5 separate regions of the Mus musculus genome follow, and all the other regions are linked to region 1. Evidence: chromatin contacts called from public Hi-C and HiChIP or PLAC-seq data. All regions are on one chromosome and are shown on one strand. Each heading gives the region's core, a stretch centred on a gene start, on an enhancer-like site or on the middle of the called end of the contact. The rest is flanking DNA. Distances are from core to core; before and after follow the strand shown. Region 1 holds the start of Angptl2 (angiopoietin-like 2). Region 2 holds the start of Zbtb43 (zinc finger and BTB domain containing 43). Region 3 holds the start of Slc2a8 (solute carrier family 2, (facilitated glucose transporter), member 8). Region 4 has its middle 8.4 kb from the start of Zbtb34. Region 5 overlaps Garnl3 (GTPase activating RANGAP domain-like 3).

Evidence for each region. A called contact is a pair of places that touch in the nucleus more often than the background predicts. HiChIP or PLAC-seq counts read pairs in DNA pulled down with a chosen protein or histone mark.
Region 2: a FOXA1 HiChIP or PLAC-seq map of pancreatic cancer cells shows a contact between it and region 1. The contact joins the promoter of Zbtb43 here to the promoter of Angptl2 in region 1. A contact is called at or near these places in 6 of 39 promoter capture datasets (3T3-L1-derived adipocytes, the HPC-7 cell line, cranial neural crest and 3 more), 2 of 115 datasets of contacts at active chromatin or transcription factors (embryonic stem cells and pancreatic cancer cells) and 1 of 9 other capture datasets (adipose tissue).
Region 3: a contact with region 1 is called in an H3K4me3 HiChIP or PLAC-seq map of the SCID.adh cell line, with 15 read pairs. The contact joins the promoter of Slc2a8 here to the promoter of Angptl2 in region 1. A contact is called at or near these places in 11 of 39 promoter capture datasets (the 3T3-L1 cell line, 3T3-L1-derived adipocytes, the C10 cell line and 7 more), 5 of 484 Hi-C or Micro-C datasets (the C2C12 cell line, embryonic stem cells, extraembryonic endoderm stem cells and 2 more), 7 of 115 datasets of contacts at active chromatin or transcription factors (the NIH/3T3 cell line, the SCID.adh cell line, T-cell acute lymphoblastic leukemia and 2 more) and 1 of 9 other capture datasets (pancreatic islet).
Region 4: a contact with region 1 is called in an H3K27ac HiChIP or PLAC-seq map of embryonic stem cells, with 14 read pairs. The contact joins the enhancer-like site here to the promoter of Angptl2 in region 1. A contact is called at or near these places in 7 of 39 promoter capture datasets (the C10 cell line, the HPC-7 cell line, cranial neural crest and 4 more), 3 of 115 datasets of contacts at active chromatin or transcription factors (bone marrow-derived macrophages, embryonic stem cells and pancreatic cancer cells) and 2 of 9 other capture datasets (adipose tissue and liver).
Region 5: a contact with region 1 is called in a Hi-C map of the P5424 cell line, with 1.8 times the contacts expected there. The contact joins the enhancer-like site here to the promoter of Angptl2 in region 1. A contact is called at or near these places in 2 of 39 promoter capture datasets (both in embryonic stem cells), 1 of 484 Hi-C or Micro-C datasets (the P5424 cell line), 2 of 115 datasets of contacts at active chromatin or transcription factors (both in embryonic stem cells) and 1 of 9 other capture datasets (embryonic stem cells).

Annotation. Positions count from the first base shown.
Region 1 is chr2:33,213,779-33,217,812 of GRCm38.p6, forward strand. It overlaps Angptl2 (angiopoietin-like 2), which reads left to right and starts at 2,183. Exons shown (of 5, transcript NM_011923.4): 1 at 2,183-2,675. All of the region lies in intron 8 of Ralgps1 (Ral GEF with PH domain and SH3 binding motif 1), which reads right to left.
Region 2 is chr2:33,466,745-33,470,778 of GRCm38.p6, forward strand. Zbtb43 (zinc finger and BTB domain containing 43) reads right to left here and starts at 1,788. Exons shown (of 3, transcript NM_001025594.1): 1 at 1,689-1,788.
Region 3 is chr2:32,980,091-32,984,124 of GRCm38.p6, forward strand. It overlaps Slc2a8 (solute carrier family 2, (facilitated glucose transporter), member 8), which reads right to left and starts at 1,993. Exons shown (of 10, transcript NM_019488.5): 1 at 1,868-1,993; 2 at 1,631-1,793; 3 at 1,271-1,477; 4 at 1-11. The coding sequence starts at 1,923.
Region 4 is chr2:33,437,726-33,441,759 of GRCm38.p6, forward strand. No RefSeq gene overlaps it. Among named protein-coding and RNA genes, the nearest start is that of Zbtb34, 8.4 kb to the left of the region's middle. Within about 2 kb of position 1,971, at least 48 of the 459 cell types and tissues checked have an H3K27ac peak or open chromatin away from gene starts, as enhancers often do. A contact at or near this core is called in embryonic stem cells, where this site is marked.
Region 5 is chr2:33,005,547-33,009,580 of GRCm38.p6, forward strand. It overlaps Garnl3 (GTPase activating RANGAP domain-like 3), which reads right to left. Exons shown (of 30, transcript NM_001355200.1): 20 at 1,703-1,801; 21 at 1,252-1,368. Among named protein-coding and RNA genes, the nearest start is that of Slc2a8, 25 kb to the left of the region's middle. Within about 2 kb of position 1,650, at least 2 of the 459 cell types and tissues checked have an H3K27ac peak or open chromatin away from gene starts, as enhancers often do. A contact at or near this core is called in embryonic stem cells, where this site is marked.

The sequences.
Region 1 (4,034 bases), core at 933-3,432:
TTGTGGCCAGCCAATGTAATAGTATCCAGACTCAAACAAAACAAAATACAAGAGCACCATATAACTGTTCTTGCCCCAGTGTCTTCTCCAGTTACTTCTGTGGTCTAACAAATGACATCAAAACTCAAATAGTCTATAACTATTCCATTAAGCTGTGAGCCAGGAATTCAGATGTGCCACAGTGGGATGGTTTCTCTCTCTCCTTCAGAGCCAGGACCCTGACAGGGAGACTGTATGCTTGAGAGTAAAGTATAGGTGAGGTAATTCAGTAGCTAGAGGCTGGAACCATCTGGAGGCGACGTTGCATACATGCCAGTGGAGGCAGTACTATCTACCATGTGCTACGAACCCTCAATTTCTCAGGCTCTGGCTTGCTCAAGGCTCTATGAGGCGGTGTCCCAGTGGACAGAGCAGATGTCACCTGGCCTTTAAGTAACCACCTGTTCTCTGGCCTTGGACATCAGGTTCCTTCATTTCATGGTACTGGAGTTACCAGTACAAATTGGTACCACACACAGACTTGTAAGGATGGAGAATGGATACTACCTCTCAATGGGAGGAGTGTCAGAATCTCCTGGTAATCTGGGGCATGTTGGGACTATCTTTGAAGAAGCAACTATAGCACTTTCACCTATTCCACCTAGCCCTGACTATCCCCCACCCCCCACTTGATTGCCTAGTGGGTCTGAGCCATCCTATGGAATTGGGCTTAGAGATTTCATCCGGCAGCTGGCCCTGGCTGCTGCATCTCCCTGTAAGATTCACCCTCAGCACGCAGCAGTTTTCTCCCAGCCCAACTGTTTGCTGTCAGAGGACGGGGGCTTTGGCTAATAGTAGCATCTTCATAAACACATCCTAGAAATGCGAGGAAGATAAGTGAAAGGGGACAGCCTCTCAATGTGCTGTATGACCACGCTGCGGAATATGGTGACTCACTTCCAAATAAGTGGTGTTCAGCCACAGGACCCGGACCAGGTCCTAGGCAGAAAGCAGAGCGGTGCTCATCACTCCCTGGTAGAAAAAGACTTCCTGCCCAGCCCAGATCAGCTCTCTGGCTAATGGTGTCCCTTAAGGTCTGTAGTTTCTTCTAGGAACAGAAGAAATTGACAGAAGAGGGAAGGGGCTAAGTAGGCTGAGGAGAAGCAGAAAAAATAATTTGTTTCCTGAATAAAAGGTGGCAGTCTCAGGAGAGGGAGCCACAGTGGGTCTGTCTCCTTAGAGATCAGGAAAATATCCCATGTTGACTTGCTGTAAGAGAGGGCCACTAAAGTTTCCTCTTAGTTCGTACCTAAATGTTACCACCACCACTAACACTTTTCAAAGAAGAGACATCACTAATATCAAGCAGTGGGTGAGCCTGTGCATGGGACTTGGGGTCTCCCCCTCTCTACACCCCTGCAGGATGCCAGTGGCCTTCTACTGCCAGCTCAACAGACCTGATGCATCTGAAGGATGTGGCCTAGGCACCAAGGCCCTGTCCTTCTCTACTCGGAGCCACCAGTCTTAGCGCTCACTCCACTCTCTTGACCATTCACAACTGACAGCTCCCAGGGACTCTACCACGTGTTCACCCAAGTCACAGCTGAGAACTAAGGCTGGCAGGGTCACATAGCAGGGGCTTTGGATTTAAGTCCAGCCCACCTGCCCACCTGGCACACCGTCCTTGATCCTGTAACCGGACCTTCCCAGGTGACCTTGGTGAACCTGGCAGTGTTGCTGGAATGTGGCTCACTTATGCTGTAGAGAAGGAAGCTCAGGGAGTGGCAAACAGTCTTCCTCTAGTTTCCCAACCCAGTCATGGTACTTTCACTGTCCTACCCCACTGCCACATTAGCAGTGCCTTCTGCAGGGATGAAGTGGTTTGGAAAGAAGATGCTGAACACTTAGTAAGGCAATCCACAGAAAGAGTGAGCAGGGCTCCCTGGCCTCCCAAGCAGCTGCTTGCACAGCCGCAGCTGCTCAAGTCCGTTACCCGAGTCCAGTGGAAGCGCTTTGCCTACACAGGGCACCCCAGCAACGTCAGCCTTCAGGGAGTGGAGCAGGCTGGTGAGCCAGGAGCAGAGCTGGCCAGCCTTCCTGTGCCAAAGAAGGAGGGGGCCCCGCCCAGGCCGCCAAAGCAGGCAGGAGGGGCTGGGCCAGCTGGGGCTGGAGCTAGTGTGACATCACCAGGCGGCCCGCCCCTGTCTGGAGCTGAGGGGAGGCCCAGAGCTTTTCTGGGGCCTGGGGGATCCTCTTGCACTGGTGGGCGGAGAGAAGTGCCTGCAGCCAACCAGGGTCAGGCTGTGCTCACAGTTTCCTCTGGCGGCACGTAAAGGCTCCACAAAGGACCTGGGAGTTCAACTGAGGCTGCTGCTGTCGGCCTGGGGATGGACCCCAAGCCCTGAGTGGTGTTGTTGGACCCAGGACCTGCAAGAAGCATGCACTAAGGCAGCTGCGGACCACACTGTGAGGGAGAGCAGGTTGGGAGCAGCCCCGGTGACACCAGAGCCAGCCTCATCCCTAGGAGCTTCAGAGAGCATAGACTGCTGCCAGCTGAGGCCAGTGAGGCAGGGCTGCTCGGCGGCCAGTCCAGCCTGAGACTCGGGACCTCTCCTGGAGGCCACGGCCAGGCTGTGCTGCTGATGGCACCGTGAGGCATGTGAAGCGCTGCTCCAGGGCCAAGCAGGAGAGAAGAGGTAAGGGGTCAGCTCTCAACTGCAGCAGCCAGGGGAAGAGGGGCTTGAGACGGGCAACCCTGACTCCTCCAGCTTCCGTGTGCAGCTGGACCCCACAGGGGTCAAACCTTGCTTTTGCTCAGAGCTGAATCAAGCATCTGACCAGGCAGAGGACTGTGAATACTTGGGCAGGGTGGTGTAGAGGCACAAGCACACTGGGCTGGGATGTTGAGGACTTCATCGGTGAGCTCCACTCACCTCTTTCAGACAAAGAGCCTCTGGGGTGAGCCGGTTTGGCTGTCGGACACAGGCTGGTAGCCGGGTATGTGCATGTGTGTAGGTGCGGATTTGAAAGGGCAGCAGGCTGAGAGTCGCAGGGCAGTGTAGGACTGGGCAAGTTGTGTTCAAGCTCCGGACTCCTGCACACCCAGCCAGCTAGAGTTATGCTACAGCAGAAGCAGATGTAATGCGGACCTGAGGCAGTGGGGGCCTCAGTTCAGAAAGTGCCCTGGGCCAGGCAGCACGAGCTGCCAGCGTGCCAGGAGCAGAGGCGTCCTGTGCGGGACAGAACATGTCACCCACAAGTTTCTGTCGGTAGGACTGGGGCAAAGTGCTGCCCTGACTTTCCCTCTGCGCCCAAGGATACAGTAGATGGATCCCAGGTCTCCAGCCAGCAGGATGTGGCTGAGAGACTGTGGAGGACCTGCTTTCTGAACAGCCTAGTGAGGGGACACAGCAGGCGCCACATACAGAGTCAGTCCCTTGAAAGCAAGCGCTTCAGCATGAGATAACATTTCCAAACAGAAATTCTCTGCTGATCCCTCCCCTCTCCCTGTGACATCCGTGTCACGGGTCAGCTATTGCCTCTGCTGTGGGATTAGGAGAGTTCCCAGAGGCCAGTGTTGTTACTCAGAAAAAGATCCCTTTGAGGAAGACTGAGAACACAAGTTCCAAAGCTAGCTCAGTGCTCTCCACATGGGTTCTTCCAAGTACAGGCCTAGTATGGCAGCGATTATGAGCTGGCTCCTGTCTGAACTCTGTTAAGTGGCAGATCACAGCTTTTCTAAACCTCAGTTTCCTGATCTGTGAAAAAGAGGGCTGAGAGCCCAGCTCAGCAACAGCCCAGCAGACACCTGCAGCAACCCCACAACACACATCTAACTACCTCCATCTCCCAGATGAGGAAGCCTGGCATGTGACTTCAGGGTTTCTTCAAGTCACACATCACTCACTGCTCTCCAGGGGTGGCGCACGAGATGTGTTCAGAGTCTCTAAAGCCCTGGTTACCAGTTATTAGAGCCCAACCATCAGCATGCCCAGAGGGAAGAACCAGTACCCCAACTCTTGCCCTGACCTGGATACATTCTCTAAAGCAGCGGT
Region 2 (4,034 bases), core at 538-3,037, 250 kb after region 1:
TAGAGAGATCTTGTCTCAAAAAACCAAACCAAACCAAACTAAACCAAACAAAAAAACCAAATGCTGGGGAAATGACCTTAAGGCAGGTAAGTTTTATAAAACAGAAACAAACAAACAAAGCCAAAAAAAAAAAAAAAAATCCAAGAAAACTAAAAAGGCCTAGCCTGTGAAAAAAGACCAGAACACTTTCTACTCTAATAAGGAGTATCTTTCCAGTTTTACAAGCTCTTGGCATGTCAAAGGTAATGTGTTTCTCAAGCTGCCCCTCAGTAGATCTCTGCACTGACTCCAGAGGGGCCGGGAGGGAGGGGAAAACTGCTGCTACAAGATTGAAAGGAACTCCACATCAGCTGAACCTGCTGCTGGGAAGGGCTTGGCTTGCATTGCTACAAAGGATTCAACTAAATGTTGCAAACCAGAGTTAGTTATGTAGCATTCACACTGTTGTGCACAAACCATTTCTAGAACGTTCTTTCCATCTCTTAAAACTCTGTATCCACTGAGGCAGCCTACTTGACTCAGGCACTTGATAAAATATGTTTCATCTCCTGTCTATTCCAGATACACTCCACTCCAAAAGTTTCAGTGTTCCTCCCTATGGTGTCTCTGTCTCAGACAATACTTTGGAAACAAGCAGGGAATGGATTCCTATTAGGTTTCTAAGTTCTTCAGTAAACTGCTCCTAGAACTCTGCTACTGTGCTAAGTTAAGGGTCTCAGAGGCAGATGGAAGTCTAGTCCTTCCTAAGCCTGTAGATGCTGGCCTGGTTAAACAGAGCAGCTCCAAACAGCCCTGGAGGCCACCCAGGGTTTCTGGAAAGAGCAAAGAGTTGTGGAGACCTGCGCAAACCACTGCCTAGATCCTGAGATGGGCCTTCACCGTGAAAGCAGTAGCTCCTGACACTTTATTAGGTTTGGTGACACTTGTCAGAACTGAGACCAGACTGTGATCGGGCCACTGGTAATGGTGCCCGGCCAGGGGAGTTTTACAGGGTCATGAGTCACCTTCCATGGCTCAGAGGTCCAGGCAAGGCCCGCCCTGCCTAAACAAACTCAGTTGGGAAGGAGAGAACAAGAACACAACATTGGCAGAGAGAGAGAGAGAGAGAGAGAGAGAGAGAGAGAGAGAGAGACAGACACACACACACACACACAGAGAGACAGACAGACAAATGACCAAGAAGTCAGTGTGACTTTCGGGCCCTGAACCAGAGGGCGGCCCGAGGGGGCAGAAGCAGAGTCAAAAAACACTGAGGCAAGGGAGGAGACAGAGGTAAAGACAAAGTCCAAAGGTTGTCACCACCAAAGATGCAAAGTATAAACTCCAGCTGACAAGAGGCCAGGTGAGGACAAAACAGGTGACAACGGTCTGACAAAGAGGCGAAACTCAGGGCAGCGAGGTTCTCCTTCGCGGCGTCGGTTCGTGCGTGGGTGGCTCGACCCGGAGGTCGCCCCGGGGGCGGATTCTCCAAGAGCTCCAGGCGGCGGTGCACCTGCCGCGGGGTGACCTTGGCCAAGAGGTCGCCCGGGAGGCCGCAGGACTCTAAGCCGGGGCGCCGGGGCTTCGGAGTCACTCGCGCCGTCCCGCATCACCGCCGTCGGAGGGAGAGCAGTGTCCCGTGTCGCGGCCACTCGTGACCCCGACCGCGACCTCCCGCGCGAGCGCCCAGCCTCCCCGCCCCGCAGTACCTTCAGACGGCTCCGCGCCCGTAGCTCCAGCCTACCGGAGCGTCCCCGTTGCCGTACCAAGGCCTTATTCTCCGCCGCCACCGCGGGGACAACTTCCGCCCGAGCCTCTCGTCCCTCGGATACGCTTTCTGATCCCGCCCTCGAAATTGCCAGTGCTTCCGGAGGCGTGTCGTCGACGCTGGGATGTGCGCATGCTCCAGGCGTGCTTTCGGGGCGGGTCTTCAGGAGAGCACGCGCAGGGTACTGGCGTCTGCGCAATGGTCTCGAAGAGTGAGATAATTTCGAGTTCGTAGCTCTGGAAGCCTTAGTGGAAGACTGACTCTTGCAATTTATACGCTCACCCCACCACCACCACCACCACCAAAAAAAAAAAAAAAAAAAAAAAGTAATAACATTTCAAGATGGCTTTAAGTTGGACTTAAATCCACTCGTACCTGCACCTGCTGAGTATCAGGATTGCAAGGATGTGTTCCCCATAGTTGGTGTAGGGTGGATACACAAGCTGGACCCGACACACATTTGTGTCTTAGGTCAGTTTCCCAGGTGTGCGCCTACTTCTTTTTTGTTTTTTTGTTTGTTTTGTTTTGTTTTCTTTCTCTCTCTCTCTCTTTTTTTTTTTTTTTTTGGTTTTTTCGAGACAGGGTTTCTCTGTATAGCTCTGGCTGTCCTGGAGCTCACTTTGTAGACCAGGCTGGCCTTGAACTCAGAAATCCGCCTGCCTCTGCCTCTGCCTCTGCCTCTGCCTCTGCCTCCCAAGTACTGGGATTAAAGGCTTGCGCCACCACCGCCCAGCTTGCACGCCTACTTCTTGGTTGGGCTCTGGAACTCAGCCGTATTTAGAGAGGAGGTTGGGACTCCCCGAGAGAATTATTCAAAGAAATTCTGGGAGGGCTGGAAAAATGGCTCAATAGTTAAGACTACTCATTTCTCTTCCAGGGGACCTGTGTTCAATTTCAAGCACCCAACTGGTGGCACACAGCCTCCCTAACTCCAGTTCCAGGTTATCTGTCTCCCTCTTCCGGCCTCCACTGACACCAGGCAGGCAAACAGTACCCAGACTTGTGTGCAGGCAAAACACACATACACATTAAAAAAAAAAATTTTTTTTTAGAAGTTCGGGGAAACAAAACGAAAGAAAACAAATACTGAAGCACAGAACTGGGAACAGGTGCGGAACATCTTGCTAGGGGAAAAAACGTGGGGATTAAGGGAATGGCTCAGTTGGTAAATCCTTTACAAAGCATTGCAACTTAAGGACCTGAATTCACTCCCAGAACCATATAAAAATAGCAGGTGTGGTGGCAGGATTTTAACGCCAGTGCTGTGGAGGCAGGGATCAGTGAGTTTCAGAATAACAGAGAACCTGCCTAAAAGGAGTGGCTGGCACTAGGGGTTTTCCTTTGACCAGCACAACCACATCTGCATGAACACACATACAAATACACATGCATATAAAAAAGAAAAAATTGGGGCTGGGGTTGGGGTCGGAGAGATGCCTCAGAGGTTAAGAGCACTGGCTGTTCTTCCAGAGGTCCTGAGTTCATTTCCCAGAACCCACATGGTGGCTCACAACCATCCATACTGGGATATGATGTCTTCTTCTGCATGCAGGCGTACAAGCCGATAGAGCACTCCTATACGTAAAATAAATAAATCTTTAAAAAAATGGAGATGGGTTGGAGGCTAAGCCGACTTGGGTGACATAGGCAATTCTGGGTCAACCTGAACTGTGCAATGAGGTCTTGTCTCAAAGAAGCAAAACAGTAAAACCCAACACATCTGACGGTAAAGCCATGAAGAATCAGGGCAGCTGCTCGGCATCATCTGAACGCTACAGTCCATCTCAGTCTTCTTGCTTTGCCTGCCTTAGTCCTTTTTGAAAAAAGTGGTGTATCATTTAAGGAGTTTATTCAACTCAACACTCCAAAATGCTTTCTCCTAATCCTCCTGCAGTGACCTCTATGTGTTCATTCTCTTTGTCCACTTGTGGCAAGAAGTTGATCACAGGCTATGCCTATCCGGAGCTAGTATCTCGCCGGCAAGAATTCACTCGGACAACCGGATTCTTCTATGGCAAATCTTTATTGCTTCATCTGAAGGAAGACCCCGAACAAGGAAAATGGTGCTGCTTATATACCCCTCCGTGTGACGTGTCAGCTCCTGATTAGCTGCTCACTCATCACCCCATGCCTGGCTGGAAGTCAAGTGTCTTAATTGGGTAGAAAAGGGGATGGAACACTTATCCTTGAACCTGATTAAAAGATATTTTTTGGCTAGGCATGGTGGCGCACGCCTTTAATCCCAGCACTTGGGAGGCAGAGGCAGACAGATTTCTGAGTTCGAGGC
Region 3 (4,034 bases), core at 743-3,242, 230 kb before region 1:
GAGATGTAAACCTATTGGTGGTTAAGGTGAGATTTTACTTGGCTCTTTGAAAGGAAAGGTTTAACTGTACGCTATAGGCCAGCAGAGTGCCCCTCCCCATTTCCTGCAGATTTTTTTTTTTTGTTTGTTTGTTTGTTTTTTTTTTTTTTTTTGGTTTTTCGAGACAGGGTTTCTCTGTGTAGCCCTGGCTGTCCTGGAACTCACTCTGTAGACCAGGCTGGCCTGGAACTCAGAAATCCGCCTGCCTCTGCCTCCCAAGTGCTGGGATTAAAGGCGTGCGCCACCACCACCCGGTTTCCCGCAGAGTTTTAAAGAGGATTGTGGGTAATGGGTTGCCATTATGTGTGTGAGCACTGAGAGAGGAGTGCAGAGCTTTCCTACCCTGGTTTGCTTGCTTGCTTGCTTGCTTGATTGATTGATTGAGATAGAGTTTCATGAAGCCTAGGCTAGCTTCCCGAGCTGAGGAAAACCTTGAATTCCTGATCTTCATGTATTTAACCCTCAAGTGTTGGGATTACAGGCATGTGCCACCAGGCCCAGCCCAGCACACATTTAATATGCACAGATGTGAGTTAGAACGAAAGACTTCTCCCTTGCTGTCTGATGTGTCCTTGTTCAGCCCAGTCCTAACAGGGGTGCCATCACTTCTAATCTCAGGAGTCACTAGACATTATCCATACATACTTCTAGATTATCCTATACTTTATGCTCTAGTAAAAACAAACAAACACAAAACAAAAACAACCCACAGGTCCCCAGTCTCCCTTTCCTCTAGCTCCTTCACGCCTCCAACAGATGAAGAGGATAAGCAGGAGGCCATGGAAGTGAAGGAGGGATGGGTGGTCATCCAAGTGTGTAGCCACAGGTTGCTGGTGACCCTCAGTTGCTAGGGTCTAAATCTTTTCAGACACTATCCCGGGCCAGCAGTTTCCTGTGCAAAGGCCGAAACCACCTCGGGACTAGGCCTTACTTTACAGGGGGGCACTGAGGCTGGGAGAGAAGCCTGTGTCCAGGTAAGTGGTCCAGGTGTGTGGGCTGCAAGGTATATGTAGCCTTCACTGCAAGCAGTGAAGGGAGCCTGCAGCCTATCCTAGGGACAAACCAGAGTAGAACTGCCCAGTTAACAAGAAAATAGGGGCATTCCCGTTATCGCTGCCTAGCATACAGTGACACCACCATAGTAGAGTAAAAGATCAGTAAGGAACTGCCTCGCTGCTGACCGGCTGCCCCCTGCCTGGCAAAGGTCATCTAGGAGGCTCAAACCACTCACCGGTGCCACTAGTGAGGCGACTCCGCAGGCAAGGCCGGTGAGGAGGCGGCCTCCGAGCAGCATCCACACATCCCGGGCCGCGGTGATGACAGCAAAGCCAGTCACGAAGGGCACGGTGCAGAGCAAGAGGCTCAGCTTGCGCCCTGCACGGTCCAGGAGCCAGCCGCCCAGTATGCCCCCTGCAGCAGCGCCCAGGGTCACGACGGCCTGGGGACCCGGGACGGGCTGAAGAGGAGGCCACCAGGGGCCATGGCCCACGATCCTTCCACCCCACGCCCCCTAGTCTCAGAGGAAAGAGAATGAGGAGGATCCTGGGGTGCGGCAGAGAGTGGGGGACCCAGGACTCCCCAGAGGGCTCACCCCGAACCAGGAGGCCGCATTGTCTCCGAGGCGCAGGGCCGGGGGTGCGGTGCGCCGCAGGCTGGGGATGGCGGGGGAGCTGTAGCCGAGCGCGAAGCCGAAGCTGAGGGGTCCCAGAGCGGCGGCGAAGGAAGCGAGGAAGACCCGGCGGCCGCGGGGAGTCCTACGGGTACAAGGCGGGGCGTGAGCGGTGTCGCCGGGCGTGAGAGAGTGACCGCGGCCCCTGGGAGTCCTCACCTGGCTTCCGGTGGCCGCAATAGCGGCTGCGTCTCCTGGGGGTCCTCGGGAGACATGTCAGCAGGACCTGACCCGCGAACTGTCGCCGCTCGGGCGAGCGCGGCCTCCGCTGCAGGAGTGACCAATGGGATGCTAGAACCCGGCCCCCAACCAGAGCTGGCCAATGGAAGTACAGAGCCGGTTGCAAAGCTCAATGGAGCTGAACTACGCCAGCGACCCAAGTAAAGGTTTGCAGGGAGCTGTGTCCGGGACCCAGGCACGACTGTCCAATTGGAGTGTGGTGTGAGTCTGAAGGCGTGGCCCATCAGGTCTGAGCTTGCCAATGAGAATGGAAAGATTGTTTGGGTGTTTTGTTTTTGTTTTTCCCTCTAATCATCTATTGGGGGCTGGAGGGAGTGGGGGGGGGGGGGATGGACAGAGGTGACAGTGTGCCTGTGCACGTTCGAAGTAAACTTCCCTGAGTTTGTTTTCCTTCCACCAAGTGGATCCTCCGGATCGAACGGAGGTCGTCAAGCTTGAGGGCAAACACCTTACAAGCAGAGTCATCTCGCTGCCCCTATTTTGGTGGTTTCTTTTGCTTTTATTTAAACTTTATTTGTATGAGTGTTGTTTACATGTTCACGTGTGTGTGTGTGTGTGTGTGTGTGTGTCCCATGCATTCCTGGTGCTTGTAGAATTCAGAAAGCATCATCAGATCCTACGGAACTGGAGTTAGAGATTGTTGTGAGCCATGTGTGTGCATGCTTGAGCCCTCTGCTGGAACAAGTGTTCGTAAGCATTGAGCCATCCTTTATATTTTTACTTTTATTTTATTTTAATTTTTATATGGAATTGTCTCTAAATCTAGCCTCCACTAATGAGGGTAGTAGTGGGTCAGCGATGGATCACACTGGCTCCCGAAAGACTTCCCACCCTTACTACCCACAGTTCCCTGGAATAGGCTCCTCCCCAACTTTGACTTCTGCTTCAGAGAGCGTCAGGGTGAAAAGGCTCCAAGAAAACTCTCTTGGGCCACCTGTTCCTATCCTTGGACTTTCTGACATTGACCTGGTGCTTCTGGTAGCAGCTCACCTTCATCATGAGTGCTACAAATGTCTAGAATTCTGAGATGATGAGGACCCTGTCAGGCAAGGTCCCCCATTCCAGAAGTGGGACAGAGTGGAACTTAGTGATTCCCTTGTTCCCTGGTTACCCCACGATCATGGTAATTATCTCTATTGTCCTCCCGCCCCGAGTCTCCCTGTGATTGTGTGCCTCTACTGCTCTGCTTAATCGCTACCTTTGTGGCAGCTTCATCCGTACAGATGTAGAAAGAACCAGTGAGAGGCACCTAGTCCCTCTCTGTGCCTGGGTGTCTTCATCTCTAGAGGGCTGTGAGCAGGCTAAGCCTTAAAATGCCCATCCCGTCTGTACAGTGGTTTTACGTTACTGCAGCCACCCAATTGTAGCAACCAGCAGTTTGAAGTTTTGATCACAAGACTATTCTTTTTTTTTTTTTTAAAGATTTATTTATTTATTATATGTAAGTACACTGCAGCTGTCTTCAGACACTCCAGAAGAGGGAGTCAGATCTCCTTACGGATGGTTGTGAGCCACCATGTGGTTGCTGGGATTTAAATTCCGGACCTTTGGAAAAGCAGTCGGGTGCTCATACCCACTGAGCCATCTCACCAGCCCACAAGACTATTCTTAAAGGCGGGCGGGCAATACCGGCTTGTCCTTCTACGAAGTTTCCTGCTTGGGTGATAGATCTTATCACTGCTTTGAAATCACCTGCTCTTCTCTCTTTTTTTCCCAATAGGCATCAGGTTTCTGATGTCTGCAGAGTAAAGGTCATGGATGAATTGTATCCAGACTGGGTACTTTGTACCCGAGTGACTGGCTCAGCAGAGTGGCTTATGTAGAAGGGATGCTACAGTAAGCCCAGCTAGCACCAGACTTCTGAGTCATGGGCACCTAGGAACCATTGGCTAGTGGTATCCCTGCCCAATCTGGACCAGATATTGTCTCTAGGAAAGCCCCCCCCCCCCCCGTCCCTTTCTATGAGCAAAGCAATACTAGCTTGGTGAGTCAGATCTCTCTCTTGCTTCCTCTGTATCTCTCATACCTTTGTCTCTTATTTAGTCATAAGCGGCTTCATTACTGTCCTGGAAGAATAAATACAGGC
Region 4 (4,034 bases), core at 721-3,220, 220 kb after region 1:
AACTCAGAAATCTGCCTGCCTCTGCCTCCCAAGTGCTGGGATTGAAGGCATGCGACATCTGTGTGCCCGGCGACACAAAGGCTGGCTTGCTTTCTTTCTTTCTTTCTTTCTTTCTTTCTTCTTTCTTTCTTTTAATTCTAAGGGCCTAGACTCACCTCTTTCTCTCTGTCTAGAGATCCAGGAACTCAGAATGGAAAAAGTAAGCACAAGAAGTTTATGCACAGTCCTGCCTTTGCCCAATGGCCAGGCTATATCATCTGGAGTACAAATCTCTCCAAATGCCCCGGATTGCAGGTGGGCAAGGCTGTCCTAATAATCTCAGATCTGAAACTGTCTGCTGTTGATTAATGTGCTCTCATGGAGCTAGAAAATGGAGAGCGTCTGACTTAAAAAGAGCAAATGCATCAATGCTGAAGGATGAGGAACAGGGCCGAAACTCAGGAACACTTGGCATGAGAGTGGCCGGAAGCACCAGATCCCGGCTGTGATCTGGTTTCTAGGAAGATCAGCAAAACTGGAAGGAACAGGGTTCCCCAGACCGAACCCACGGAGATCAAACGTCCCCTCACTCCTCTATCTGGGGGACCCGTAGGAAGATCCAATGGGCTCTTTTGTGGCAGGCAGGAAGCCCTGAGGTCCTGGAGGGACTGACTTGAGAGTAGACAGCATGGGCAGGTGTTGCTTATGTTAAACTAGCTGGGCAGCACCAAGTGCTTAGCCCGGCTCTCCTGTGCCCACAGGACTATAAACACTCCCAGGAGAGACTGTTCCTCTCCTGTGAACTAGGGGAGAGTCTGTCCCTCAGGGGCTATTCCTGGGATTACTGTCTGAACAAGTCCTGTGTTATCAGCCTCACAGGAGGTCAAGAGGTCAAGCCCTGCAACAGGGACCAGCTGCAGCCCTTGTCTTTAAAAGCATGTAAGCATCTTGCCTGGGGCGGCTCAGGAGCACACTTGGAGGGAGTGGTTTCCAGCCTCAGATTTGGAGGCTACCCTTGCAACCCCACAGAAATCCCCCAAATGTCACTCTGTTCACAGGACACCCTGCCTCACAGTGACTTTCATCCTGACCTAGGCTGGGGGTGGGACGGGGGGGGGGGGGGACTCTTTGCCCCCACCCTCCCACCCCTACCCCCCCACACTACTGAAAGGAGTGGTCTGTAGCTTTGTGAGGCTCCTGGGTTAGCAGAAGGGTGAAAGAGTATTCAAAGAACAAGGTCAAGTCTGTCCTTTAAAACACAGCTCAGCCAGTCATTTCTGTAAATTAAAAAACAAAATCGAGCCTGAGGGTGGAGGGACCCGACTGAGCAGAAACAATCCAGTCATAGGCGCAACTTTAAAACTTTAAATCAGCGGGGCAGTGGTGGCACACGCCTTTAATCCCAGCACTTGGGAGGCAGAGGCAGGCGGATTTCTGAGTTCGAGGCCAGCCTGGTCTACAAAGTGAGTTCCAGGACAGCCAGGGCTACACAGAGAAACCCTGTCTCGAAAAGACAACAAAACAAAACTTTGAATCAGATGGGCTCCAATCCCAGTCACCAGGGCTGTGATAGCCGCTCTCCCAAGGCTGGAGGCAGTGGATTAGGATATTTCAGGGAAGAAATTGCAATATGGCAAAGCCAAACTTCATCTCTCCATCAGTGCTGAAGCCTGGGAGGTGGCTGGCTAGGCAAACTCCAAATCTGCGGGCTGACTGGACTCACAAGAGGGAGCAGGAGCAGTAATGGTACCGTTTACACATTTTTAGCTCTCTCTCTAGAAGAATTTGATGTCTCTGTATCTTGGGGAGTATTTTAGTCTCCTGTCTCTCACCTGGTGGGTGCCTATACCCACGCTAGCTCGCCTCAAGACCAGAGGAGACATAATGTAACTTCAAGCGGAACAAGAGCTCACTCGCTGCCTGCCTTGCCTGAGCAGCAAAGAAAAGCAAGAGGCTCTCTGAACCTTTCAGCCCCCAGTCCTCACATATGCAAATGAAGCCTGCGGGACACCCAGCCCAGACCTCCCAGGGAACTTTGGAAGTCCCAGTGCTGCAGCAACCGAAGGACAAGGAAGGTTTCTCGGAGGAAGTGATCTCAGTTGTATCCTTGGTCACAGTGGCAGGGAGGAAAGACTGAGTGCATCCCCGACACAGGGCAATGCTCATGGGTACAGGAAGTTTGAGGCAAAATCCAAGGAAGAGAGGACTGGAGGAGGCTGGAGAGGCAGCAGAGAAACCAATCAGAGAGTCTAAGACCACAGTCTGGAGAGTTTGGGTGTGGTGGATAGAAACTGGTGACCCACCCCGTGAAGGTTTCTGAGCTGAGTGGGCTGGTACAGGGAGAGCCAGGAGGCCTGGACGGGAGTATAGGGTGAAATGTAGTGAGGAGGCCAAGCTGGTGCAACAAGCTGGGCTAGAGTGAATGAGGACAGGGTGGGGGCAGCTGCCGTCCAAGGTGAAGAGTCAGACTTGATGGAGTGTGGGGGAGGGATGGCAGGAGTGTGGGGGAGGGATGGCAGGAGTGTGGGGGAGGGATGGCAGGAGTGTGGGGGAGGGATGGCAGGAGTGTGGGGGAGGGATGGCAGGAGTGTGGGGGAGGGATGGCTGGAGTGTGGGAGAGGGATGGCAGGAGTGTGGGGGAGGGATGGCTGGAGTGTGGGGGAGGGATGGCACTCGTGACAGTTTCTGCTAGCTGCCCTTTTCCTCAAGACCATCGTGAAAACTGGGTACGCTACAGTGTCTCACACCTGTAATCCTGACACTTGAGAAGCCCAGGCAGAAGGATCACCACGAGATAGATCTGGGGCAGCGTGGACTAAGAGTGAACCCAGTCTCAAAAACAAAACAAAACCAGGCAAGTCTCCTTAAGGAAAGTCAAGTTTAGAGAGAGCTTCTGTAGCTCGGAGTCTATGGGTCAAGGACAGGTTCCCCAGCAGGCTACAGGGATGGTCCTTTTTATCTTAACTTGGTCCACCTGAGCTCCTAGAGGCTCACCTTACAGACACCTGTTCCACACCCAGGAGATACCACATCAACAAATCTGTGATTAGTCACTTGACCCATGGCATAAACACCATGTTCAAGATCATAGCATTCCACCAGGCTCATCTTCTTTCTGACAGCTCAAATCATCGCTTACTAAATCGGCTCCTTGATCTTCAGCCTGCAATCTGCTTCAGGTCATGGCCTTGCACAACATCAGGGTGTGAGGATGGTGAACTTGGGTTACTTTAGGATTCTGGATTGGCCATGTACTTCGGTGTCTGAGCCTCAGTTTCCCTTTGCTTTCAAGCTGAGTTGTAGTAAAAGGTCTACTGAGTTATCACAGGTAAAGAAGAGGGACAAGAGCATGGCCCAGCATGCGCAGCAGGAGATGCTCGTTGCCATGGTAACCCCACTTCCTTTCCCCATTAGGTTCCCACAGCTACTTTCAAGCCTCCCACTTCCAGGTTTCTCCTTCACACCACTCCCTCTGGGGAGGATGTATCTTTTTCACTTCAGTTCAGATTCTGCAGGCTAGAGCCTCATCCAGCACCCCGAATGCTCCACCCTGCTCCACCCTTAGTCCCTAGCATTAGTGTGCTCCAGCCTAATCTCTCTAGGGAATAAAACCTAGAACTGCAGGGGCCTTAAAATACACCAATTAGGGGGCTGGAGAGATGGCTCGGCGGGTAAGAACACTGATTGCTCTTCCAAAGGTCCTGAGTTCAAATCCCAGCAACCACATGGTGGCTCACAACCATCCGCAACAAGATCTGACGCCCTCTTCTGGTGTGTCTGAAGACAGATACAGTGTACTTAAATATAATAATAAATACATCAATTGATTGATACATCCCAGTGCCTGGAGTCATATTTAGTGTTAGTCTCTGTCTATGTCAATCTCTGAGACAGGTCTACAGGGTCTACCTGTAGCCCAGGCTAGAGTCAAATGCATGATCTTCATACCTCAGCCTCTGAAGCAAGTAGGGTTGCAGGTGGCTACCATGTCTGGCTTGGTATTAGATACTTCTATAGTTTTTTGTTTGTTCCTAAAGCACAATTCTACCTCCTAG
Region 5 (4,034 bases), core at 400-2,899, 210 kb before region 1:
TTCCTTCCTTTAAATTGCTTCTTGAGAAAAATAACTAACATACCAGGAAAGATGACATAAAAACACGGTTAGAAAAGGCATGAACCTTCTATTCTACAGCTTATGCACCTGGTTTTATTTATTAGTATTCTTTTTAGGTTTCCTTAGGTGTGTGGTGGTGTGAATGAGAATGGCTCATATTTGAGCTCATACATTGAGTGCTTGAGCTCATATACTGAGCTCATACATAAGCTCATATATTTGAGGGCTTGGTCTCTAGTTGGTGGGACGTTTGGGAAGTACTAGGAAATGTGGCCTTGTTGGAGGAGGTGTGTTACTTGGCCTTGAGGTTTCAAAAGCCCACACTGTCCCTGGTAATAGCTCTCTCTGTCTCATGGCTGCTGTCTCTAGTTATGAACTCTGAGTCTCTGCTCTAGTGCCATGCCTGCCTGCCTGCCTGCCTGCTGTCATCCCATGCATCACTGACTTGCCCTCTGAACCAATAAGCTCACAGTCAATTGCTCCTCCTGTAGTTGCCTTGGTCACGGTATCTTAGCCCACAGCAGAGGGGTAAATGAGACAGTGTGTGTGAGTGTTTGGCCTGCGTGTGTGCACATGCACCATGTGTATATCCAAAGCCTGAGGAGGTCAGAAGGGGAGCACAGGCAGTTGTGATCTGCCATGTAGATGCCTGGAATTGAACCTGGGTCCTCTGCAAGAGCTACAACTGCTCATGGCCTCTGGGTCAGGCAGGTCTCTATGCCCAGTGCTTGGCTTTGTATCTGCTACACAATAGAGATGGAAGTAGAGGTTAATCAGGACTCTAGAACCAAAACCCCAAAGTGTCTTTTGTTACAGGGTAGCTAAGAGAGCTGAACTCACTCCAAGACCTGTGGTCCAAGGCTGAAACTCCTCGTCCTCAACCTGCTTTCCTATTTTTGTAGCTTCTTAGGGAAGCTGAGATTCCATGTAGGCAGTTCTGGGAGTCAAACCCAGGGCTCTGCCCAGCACTTATTTGGCAAGTGCTCCTCCCTGACCTACACCCGTACTCCTCATTCTATAAGGAGGAACTATATTTCTTTCCATCCCCACTATTAATTTTTATTTTCAGTGGCCTGGACATTTTAACAGAAATAGTTTCTTTCTTCTTTTGTGACAGTGTCTCAAACTTGCTGTGTGGCCAGGGGTGGCTTCCGTAGCCTGGGGATAGAATGCAGGGCCTCATTCAGTCCAGGCAAGCACTGCCCTGGCTGAGTTCCTTCCAGCCCTCACCTTTGGTTTTCTCCAGCTTGTTTTCTCGGCAGTCAGATCTGCTCCTTCCAGTCTGCCTGCCATCAAGGCCTTTCTGCACAGCACTGAGCCGGAAGACAAAGAGGCGGGCGTCTTTCCCTGGTGATAGAGAGAAGGAAGAGGGATCAGATAGCGAAGTGAGATGACCTGTTGGGACTCCCAGGTCAGATACACAAACCAGGGTTGGGAGGTTCTGGGATGCAAGCAACTGCATCTACCCCATAGCACACTTGCTCTACACAATCGTGGGAGAATGAAACTCTCTATCCCTCCGCTATCCCCACAAGTGAACCACCAAAGCACCACAGCACTGACACCAGGGAGAGGAACAGTGATATGAGCCACAGCCCCAGACCCAGCGACCCTGCGGGTTGGCTGCAGTGGGTCACCCGCCATTTTGCTCTTCCTGGAGCAGCCATCTGAGGGGCGGCACCTTTGTCTGCTCTGAGAACCAGAAGGTCCAGGGTCTCCAGCACGTGGATCTGCTTCACAGGTAGAGTTCTGTCAAACACGGGCACGGATGGGAGGTCATCTGGAAAAGAAGTCTGGTTACCCTGCCGCACCACCTGTGATGCATGCCTGGGGCTGACCCGAGCCTCGCTGGTCAAGGACGGAGTTGGCGTGTAGAGTTCTCATAAGGTCTTAGAAGGAGTTCAGGCACTGCTCGCTCTGCATGGGAGAAGTCCTGATATGCATCACTCAGTAGCATTGAGAACTCTATGGGGGTGGGCAGAGCAGCGGGGACATGAAAAGAAGCTACGTTTTTCTTGTTGGTGCCACCAAAGAAAGAGCAGCGTGTCTCAACCCCAGGTTTACTGGGTTGTAAAGGACTGAATAACACGGGGGTGTGTGGGGTGTGTGGGGAGAAGCAGCAATTATTTTCCTTTGGATGCTATAATATAAATTATCATATCTTATATTATTGCTTGCATTTCTCAAGAAAGTAAATTGAAAGCTTCTTTTACATTTAAAGTGAGCAAATCCTATCCCTAGCCTGCCTCTGTCTGTATCAATAGTAGTCTGCTTATATGGTTTTTTTGTTTCATTTTGTTTTTCAAGACAAGGTTTCTCTGTGTAGCTCTGGCTGTCCTGGAACTTACAAAGACCTACCTGCCTCTGCTTCCTCAGTGCTGGGCTTCAAGGTGTGTGCCATCACTGGCTGATGTGCTAATATGTTTTTAAAAACCATTTTTATTATTTTTTATTATATGTAAGTCTGCATGTGGGTATGTGCATACGCGTACAGGTGCCCTTGGAGGCCAGAGGCTTGAGATCCTCTGGAGCTGGAGTTACAGAGCTTGCTTCTAGTCCTTTAGTGGACTCTTAGGACAGTCAGTCTATCAGCCACAGTCCTTCCTTCTGTTCTGGTACTAGGGGCTCTGTAATGCTGCCAGGAGGATTTGCCTGTTCAGAACATGAGATGATAATTCCAGTACTGTTGTATCTGGGTGAATAACTGCAATTATTTTATGGGTCCACAGTATCATCAGGAGTGGCAGGTCACATTCTCTAAGGGTTTAGTAGGTGCCAGACCATGAAGCGTCTTACATTTTTTAATTTAGATGCCTCATTTACCAGAATTGGTCAGCACTAGTAACATCCCTAGTTAACCAAGAATGAACCAGATGCTCAAAAGTGTTCAGAAAACTTGTTCACACCTTAAACATGTGGAGTCAAAAAGAATGGAGCACCTCCTTGTGTGCTGGAAACAGAGGCTCACTGTGTACCGCCGAGCCCAGCATGGGCCAGCATGCACTCTCCCTATGCGCCCCAGCTAGCTAAAGGGTTTGTATGCAGACAGGAAGGAGAGAAGGCAAGGACAGGAGAAAGTGACAAATTTAGTGGCTGCTTGATTAATCACCCTTCCTTTTTGTAATCTTGGTATGAAGACCAAGTCTTTAGAAAGAGCTTTTCTATTACCATAAAACCAAAAAGGTGACAGCCTACTTTACTCAGTAACCAGTCCTTTAAAGCAGGATTTGCTGCACTCACAGTGCAGCGGGTCCTGAGTTTTAAAAATTGTGACCTTAAGGGCTGGAGACCCTTAAGATTAAGATTAAGATTAAGAGCCCTTAATCTTAATCTTAATTAATTAATCTTAATCTTAATCTTTTTTTTTTTTTTTTTTTTTTTAAAGATTTATTTATTTATTTATTGTAAGTACACTGTAGCTGTCCTCAGACACTCCAGAAGAGGGAGTCAGATCTCGTTACAGATGGTTGTGAGCCACCATGTGGTTGCTGGGATTTGAACTCCTGACCTTCGGAAGAGCAGTCGGGTGCTCTTACCCACTGAGCCATCTCACCAGCCCTTAATCTTAATCTTAATCTTAATCTTAAGATTAAGAGCCCTGGATGCTCTTCCAGAGGTCCTGAGTTCAATTCCTAGCAACCACATGGTGGCTCACAGCCATCTGTAATGAGATCTGGTGCCCTCTTCTGGACTCTAGGCATACATGCAGGCAGGACACTGTATACATAATAAATAATGAATTTTAAAAGAACCTTATGACTTTAAAAGAAGGAGACTCTCCAGAGCAAGTCTAATGAAATTAAGTAAAAGCTAATGGGCTAGGATGGGAGTCAGCCTGAAATGAAAGGGACAGACCGACTCACAAAAGCCGTCTGTGCTACAATCCCGTGTGGAGCAGAAGGCCAGCTAAGGAGTAACGGAAAGACGGCACTCGGTGAGAAAGCCGAGGAGAAAAGCTCAGGCCTTTACCTTCTCGGCAAAAGCCAAGGGTGAGCATCACTGGACGGTTAGGA